2 separate regions of the Bos taurus genome follow, and region 2 is linked to region 1. A link is a contact called in public Hi-C data. All regions are on one chromosome and are shown on one strand. Each heading gives the region's core, a stretch centred on a gene start, on an enhancer-like site or on the middle of the called end of the contact. The rest is flanking DNA. Distances are from core to core; before and after follow the strand shown.

Region 1 (3,689 bases), core at 410-2,909:
GTCACCTCTCTGGATACAAATCCAGAGCACTGGAGAAAAGGCTAATACATTAATAGCTTCATTTTGAACTCTGTCAGATGATACCCGTACAGCCGGGGCTTCCTGGGTGGTGCTAGTGGTAAAGAGACGTGGGTCCCATCCCTGGGTCGGGAAGGTCCCCGGGGGAGCGAATGGCAACCCTCACCAGTATTCTCGCCTGGGAAATCCCAAGGACAGAGGAGCTTGGTGGGCTAGAGTTGGCTGGGACACAGAGTCAGACACGATTGAAGCAACTTAGCACGCCCACACGCATCCTACACCCAACAATAATACTTTACATTTGTTATATGTATGGACAGAACTCTTTCGCACACAAGCAGCCTTTTGAAATAAACATAATAAAGAAAAATGGGGGAAGTTTTCTGTACACTTGACCAAAGAGCAGTCATTTCCTTCAAGTATAAAAGGTATAGAGGAGAACAGGCTCCACTGCATGGCAGCAGCCCCCGTGAGCCCGTCTTGCCAAACATAACGAGGAGAGATTCCCGATACAGCAGAAGACCAAGTGCTCACAGGTACCGCAGCGCCACAGAGAGCAGGCAGCCGCTGGACCCTTGTGAAGACGGAGCTGTTCTCTGGCTCTGCCGCCCCCGGCGCCCCCGGCGCCCCGGCCTCCGCACCCCGGCCCCGCTGCCCTCCGCACCCCGGTCCCCGCCGCCCCGGCCCGCCGCCCTCTGTGCCCCAGGCCCCGCCAGCCTCTGCCGCCCTCCGCACCCCGGCCCCCACTGCCCTCCGTGCACCGGCCTCCGCTGGCCTACCTCACCCTCGGAGCCCCGGCTGCGACACTGTCCACAATGTTACCGCTGGAGGGGAATGCAGAAGAGGGCACGGCAGTCTCTCTGCTTTACTGTTTACAACTGAGCCTGAATCTTCAATTACCTCAAAGATTAAAAATTTAATTAAAAATCAATTTCTGTTGTTTACAGGATTATAGAAAAAATTAATCCATAAGGTCACTGAGATGTGTGGAGACACATGTACAGAAAGCCTTTGACAAAATTCGACATGCATGATTTTAAAAACCCAGCAAACTAGATGAACCCGCAATAGAAGAACTCAGCAAAATAGAGGATAGTTGCTTCAGGTGATAAAGGGCATTTGAAGAATCTAACACTTAATATAATGATAACAGTGAAACAGCAAACAGTTTTCTCTTAAGATGGGAAACAAGGCGAGACGCTGCTGCTGTTGCTGCTGAGTCGCGTCAGTTGTGTCCGACTCTGTGTGACCCCAGAGACAGCAGCCCACCAGGCTCCCCCATCCCTGGGATTCTCCAGGCAAGAATACTGGAGTGGGTTGCCATCATTGCTCCCTAATTCCCCAGCGCGGGGTGGAGAGGCAGCTGCTGCAATATTTCAAGAAAGATGACAAGCATCTCAGCAGATGCCAGAGGTCAACGGTCCGTTCCTCTCAGCTCCTCAAGCTGACACACCGCTTCTAGCTGTCCTCAAGTCCAAGGCAGATAAAAGGCTGGGCTAGTGGATGCTCGTCCTATGAGTTCCCTTCCGCTGAAACATGGAAGGGTTTGGCGAGCAGAGCTCCTGCGTGCCACACTGACCCTCTGGTCAGTGAACCGGCTGGCAGCAAGCTTGTCCTGCTGACAACCCCTTCGTCCTCAGCCGAAGCCCTCACCATGACCATGTGAGAGGCGCGTCCACGGGCTGTGGCTGGGCTCCAGTGCTCATGGGGTAAGCCGGTCAGACTCAGGAGCCACAAGGGGCTCCTTCAGGTAAGTCACTTTGGAGACGCCCGAGGTCTCCCCCAGACCCCTGCCTCCAGCCCCAGCCTCAGTCCCCACTCAGGGCACACGCCCCATGCATCCTCTCAGGCTGCAGCTGGAGCGCCCCCCCAGGCTCATCTCCTCCCCCAGGCCCACCCCAGGTGGGAGGAAGCCGCCTCCCCAGAGCCACCTCTCACACCACTGTCAGAGCCCACACTCCAGGTGTGTCATCTGGACAATTTATTGGCCAAGATCTGCCCCATTGAAGAAGGTAAGTTCTTTGCAAAAGGCCCTATATTTAAATTTTTAATTTATTTTGTGCCTCTCATCTCCACATCTCCCATGGTTCCTGGAGGACGATGATGTGAACTTGGTAAATAATCGTCAACTCAATGAATGGACGCAAGAAGCCTGGGAGAGGGTCCAGGTGAGGACGGGGTTGGGGCTGCAGGACTTGGGGGGCACAGCTGACGGGCCCCGAGCCTCTCACACGTGATCCCCCAGGGAGAGGCGGTGGCAGCTGCACCATGACCCTGACCCTGAAGTCCCCAAGCCCACCCCGCCCTGGAGCACGGGTGGATCCAGGGCCCAGAATCCCATCTCTAGATGGCCACAGATGCGGGGGCAGCCCCAGCGCATGAATGTCTGTCTGAAAGGTCACTTCTCACAGGAACTATGGCTGCATGTCTTATCAGCGGCTGATGACACAACTGTTTATCATGACATTGTTTCGAACCGTTCACGCTGGCACAGAATCTCAGCAAAACTGCCTGATGGAGCCTGGGAGCCCCTGAGTCCAAGGGCACCCTGGGGAGGCGTCTGCTCACCTGGTGCAAAGCTGTTCGGGGTTTCCAATCCACCCCCGATCTGCGAATGCACCCTTGTGGCCAATAGGACTGTGGACGTGGAGGCTCTGAAGCGGGCGACGGTACCAATGGCCCCGGGGCGAGTGTAACCTCAGAGTCCTGACGAGGGAAGGAGGGAGGCAGGCAGGTCGGAGTCAGGGAGGCCTCAGGGCTGCAGGGAGCTGACCCTGACTGCGGACTCGACCGACGCCCAGAGCTCGTGTTCGGGCTGCAGGCGGGAGCTGACCCTGTACCGTGGACTCGACCGACGCCCAGAGCTCGTGTGGTTCCACCCCCACCCCCACCCGGGACGAGGACGGTGAGCCTGGGGGTCGGGGACTCAGGGCCAGAATGGCGGTCACAGCCACGCGCACATTCAGAGCTGAGCTTCAGGACTTCCTGCCGATACAGGTGCTCCCGCGGGTGGGTGGGTGGGCGGGTGGGCAAGGGGGCCTGGGGGTCAGGGGTCACTGCAGACCCCTGGGAAGGAAGGCTTCCGGGCAGCCAGCTCCCATGAACACTTCACATGCTTGTAGCCTCAGTCAAGTTCATCCAGGGGAGCTGTCATGGCCCCAGTGCAGGGTCCCAGCCCACCTCTCCATCCGGCCTCTGCTCCCCCCACACACCCTGCCTCCACTCTTGGGCACAGACACTCCCTCGGGCGGAGGGCAGCCAAGTTCCTGACGGTTTGGGCCCCATCCTCTGGCCCCAGTGTGTGGGCATGCCTCCCAAGGTGCCCTGGGCCACGCCTGACCCCCTCCCTGGGCCCAGCCCAGTGTCTGGCCTGGCCTGGACCAGAAGACAGCAAAAGAGCCGCTGAAACAGCGAGAAACCCCCGGAGAGACAGCCGGGGAACCTGCACTCTGATATCTGACGACCGAGAGGAATCATTGGCACTTATTTTCATTGTAAAATACGAGTTGTGGTTTCCTGGGGTGTTTTTAGTTCTTATCTAGCTTTTAGAAATACTTTCTGAAATATTTACAGATAAAATAATATGACGTCTAGGACTGGCTTAAAATAACCCTATGAGGAAGTGGGTGGGGTGTAGACAAAACAAGGCCGGAGGCGGGCCAGATCCTTGC
Region 2 (3,941 bases), core at 239-2,738, 35 kb before region 1:
CCCTGGGTGAGGGTTCTGCTTGTCACAGGGACAGTCCCTGGGCAGCCCCCAGCACGCTCAGACACCACCCATCCCCCACCCCCACCCCCCTGCCATGGAGAACAAGCTGGCTGCATTGTGGATGTGAAGACAGAGCCGTGGGAGCCACACCGACGCCATGAGGTGACTCCAGAGGGGCGTGCAAGGCTCTGCGTGCCTGCGGACGTCTGCCCTCTTGCTCTGTGAGCCTCCGCAGCTGGAGTGGGCTCACCCAGATGACCTTCTCTTTCCCTCTTTCCCTGTCACTTATCTAGGGAAGGTTTCCTGAAAGCGGCGCTGTCCTCGTCCCTGTTTGCTTGTTTACACAGGCGGCTGTTTCCACTGGCCCGGCTCGCACACACGTGCCACTCTGGGTGACAATACGCCAGCCCGAGTCTGCTGCTCACGGCGTCTGTCTGTGGCTGCTGGCCGCACTCCCAGGGTGTGCCCTGTGTCTGCTACAGGCTCTTACTTTCCTAATTAATTAAATTGGGGAACATTTCCTGGCTTTCTGGCCCCACAAGATATTCCAGGCTCAGCTTGTGTTTTCCCTGACCCAGTGGGGAGTGGGACAGGTGGGGGCACCCATTCAAAAACGACAGCTCACAGGGGAGATTCCAGGCATCACTGAGAAAGCTGAAAAGATGTGCTGTAGGAACATAGAGAGCAAGGGCACCCTCTCCCCACGGAGGAGATGGGGGCCTCCAGGCCAGCCAGCAGGGCAGCTGCGGGTCCAGGTTGGGGACACCACTGTGATCCTAAGGAAGGAAGGAAGGGCAGGCAAGCTTCCAGGGGCCTGAGGCTCCAGCTCAGTCTTCCCCTCACACGGGGAGCAGGTGGGCAGCAGGCCCTGTACCCCAAGTCTGCGGCATCCTCAGCTCATGGGTGCCCTGGGAGAGTCCAGAACATACAGCTACTTGCCTGGAAGGCAGCCCTCCCCCCAGAGCCTGAAAACGTTCTTCCTGAGAAACTCGGGCCAGCCTCCCATACCTGGCCTATCACACCTGACCTCCCACACCTAGCCGCCCACACCTGGCCTCCTATACCTGCCCTCCTCTGCCTGGCCTCCCACGGCTGGCCTCCCACACCTGGCTTCTCCCACCTGACCTCCTATACCTGGCTTCCTATACCTGGCCTCTCCTGCCTGGCCTCTCACACCTGGCCTCCCACACCTGGCCCCCCACACCTGGCCTCCTCTGCCTGGCCTCCCACACCTGGCTTCTCCCACCTGGCCTCCTATACCTGGCTTCCTATACCTGGCCTCCCACACCTGGCCTCCCCTGCCTGGCCTCCTCACCTGACACCTGCTCCTTGAGACCCTGGCCTCTCCCCCACAGTGACTCTCACCCAACACTCACCAGCACCTCAGTGGATGACCCATTCGGTGCTTGTGTGACACTTCTGGAACAGGCACTGCCATTCGCTCTGTGCTGTCCATGGCTGGGGCCATGGAGAGGTCAGCACACTGGCCAGGGCCACGCAGCACACGAGCTGGCCAGCAGCTGTGAGGTCGGTTGGGGCCTGACCCTGCCTCCTGTGCTCGTGCCCGTTCACAGCTCGGGAAACTGAGGCAGCCTCCAGGCCTCTCACCAGGGCCTGCAGAGACCCTGGTCCTGCCTCCCTCAGGGGTGTCCCCGCCCCACTCTGGGAGGTTGCCCCATCTTGAGCACACACGTGCAAGGCTGAGGCTGGTGCTGTGTTCAGGAAGGCTCTGCTGTAGGGCAGCTGAGCGTCCAGAAGGGATGGGGTGGCAGGTGAGGGCCACCAGGAAGGTGCTGGCCACGGGGCTGGCTGAGCCAGGGTGGAGATAGGAGGGGAGACTGCATTCCTGGAGCAAGCGTCAAGGTGGGCTGCGTGGAGACCCCTCCCCCGAGGCACCTGTATCTGAACCCTCGGACCGAAGGGGACATCACCTCACCGGGGCCAAGGACTTGGCGGGTGGGATTAAGGCGGGGCTCCTGTTCTGTAGAAGTGGGCCACTGCACCAGCCGGGCCAAAGGGAAGGCAAGGGAAGGCTGGGCCGGAGGCAGGCGGGGCCGGAGACGCTGTGCTGTTGGGTGTGGGCCCCGAGGTCAGGCCGCCCGTGCTGGGAAGAGAGGATCCCCGAAGGTGGCCTTGCAGCTCTCGGAGCCCAGCACAGCCTCGACTGACCCCCAGCTGCTAACGGGGAGGCACTGAGTCGACGGAATCTTAAGCTGTGAAGCCTGTGATCAGCCAGAGCTGCTCCCTTGGGGCTGAGCCGTCACCCTGGGGCCTGGCCGGCTACGAGGAGAATGCAGAGTCCAGGGCCGCAGTCCCAAGCCAGGACCCTGGAGCCTGCCTGGCGGCTCAGGGCTGAGACATGCTGGACTCTGGCCTGGACAAACATGGGCTCTGCAAGCAGCAGGGGCTGAGTGCAGGACAGGGAGTCCCTACCATGAATCCTGCTTCCCTTCCCGCTCACCACCCCACCCCCACTCCCCACCCCCCCAGCCCCAACTCCCCATCCCCACCCAGGGCTTGTCCCTGACGGACCCACACTTCCTGGCACTTGTGTCTGTGTTTTCCAACTCTGAGCTCTTGAAAAATCCTCTGAACCTGGTGGAAACCTATTGCGGGTGAGTGTCTTTTCCGCAAGCACTAAGGAGCTTCACGCGGGTTGCAGTCCTGCCTTCACCAGCTCGTCCTGCACAGCCCTGCTGGGTTTTAGGAAGCTAGTCATTTGTGCAAATTCCATGCAGCAAGGGGCTTTTCCGATTGTGATCACAGTTTGCAAAGTTGCTGAGTTTCAGCTGACCTTTGGCGCCAGGCCTGGCGTGGAGAGGGCGCTCCACGGCTGTGTGCACGCTTGTGCAGCCGAGGCGTAGCCCTCCGTGCCAGGTACTTCTCCGGGGGAGCAAAGAGAAGATGTGAAAACAAACGCGCGTCCAGGCCTCCAGCAGCTCACAGCCAACAGGAGCCCCGAGCCTCCTGAGTGCAGTTTACCGCAAACAGCAGTTGCCACGGCAACAGAAAGCAGGCGGCGGGGCCAACAGCACCCCCAGTTTGGCTGCTGAGAGACAGATGTCTGGGAGATCAGGCTCCCAACCCTTTCCTCGCTAAAGGGGAAGAAGCTGGATCTTCTGGGAGAGATTTAAGAGGACAGTCTGAAATCCAGCAAAAGCAAGGGCTGTGGAAAGAGGCAGGCTGCCGGGCCAGAAGCCAGCCCCCCAAGGCTTTGTTTGTTCTGGCCTCGGCCGGGCTGCGCTTTGCAGCAGGCAGACAGAGGCCAAACCTTTACTGGTCAAACAGCGCATGGGGGCCAAGTTTGCTAGGAGAGAAAACAGTGGCCCGGGGCCAAAGGCGGCTTTTGGGAGCTGTTTTCCACTTTCCCTCCAAGCAGCTGGAGGTCCTGGGGCGGAGGCTCCCGGCAGCATCATGCCTGAGGACTGGGTCCTGACCTGGAGCTGAGGCCCCAGGGAAGCAAGGAAGGGCCTTCCCGTACTAGGACCCCAGGCAAGACTGGGGGTTGGGGTCGGGGAGAGGGAGGCCCGCTGATTCTGTGAGCAGGTGGAGAGGGGAGCTGGGCGCCAGGCCCTCCCGGGATGCTCCTCCATGGCCCTCACCTGCCCAGGCCCAGCAGCCCCATCCCGCAGCAGAGGGTGGGTCTCTTCCCATACCTTCGCTCCGGATGGCTGCAGGAGACCCTCCACCAAGGTGCCTGGCCAGGGGCACCACGGCACTAAGCAGTCAGCACTTCACGAGTGGCCTATCGGAACCGTGAGCCTGACCAGGCCGTCTGAGGCAGGGGCGCCACACAGAGGCACAGGCCCTGGTCCTCAGGGTCTTGTGAGGGGTGCCCAGGTGTTGTGATGGGGGAGAACCCAGGCCTGGGCACTGCAGCCAGACGTGGCTGGGCCGAGACCCCAGGGAGCTGAAAAGATTGGGCTGAAAGGCCAGGTTGG

The links. A called contact is a pair of places that touch in the nucleus more often than the background predicts.
Region 2: a Hi-C map of liver shows a contact between it and region 1, with 3 times the contacts expected there. The contact joins two enhancer-like sites. A contact is called at or near these places in 2 of 11 Hi-C or Micro-C datasets (liver and skeletal muscle).

What each region holds. Positions count from the first base shown.
Region 1 is chr12:86,850,546-86,854,234 of ARS-UCD2.0, reverse strand. No RefSeq gene overlaps it. Among named protein-coding and RNA genes, the nearest start is that of GAS6, 14 kb to the right of the region's middle. Within about 2 kb of position 1,659, at least 3 of the 102 cell types and tissues checked have an H3K27ac peak or open chromatin away from gene starts, as enhancers often do. A contact at or near this core is called in liver, where this site is marked.
Region 2 is chr12:86,885,143-86,889,083 of ARS-UCD2.0, reverse strand. No RefSeq gene overlaps it. Among named protein-coding and RNA genes, the nearest start is that of C12H13orf46, 21 kb to the left of the region's middle. Within about 2 kb of position 1,488, at least 22 of the 102 cell types and tissues checked have an H3K27ac peak or open chromatin away from gene starts, as enhancers often do. A contact at or near this core is called in liver, where this site is marked.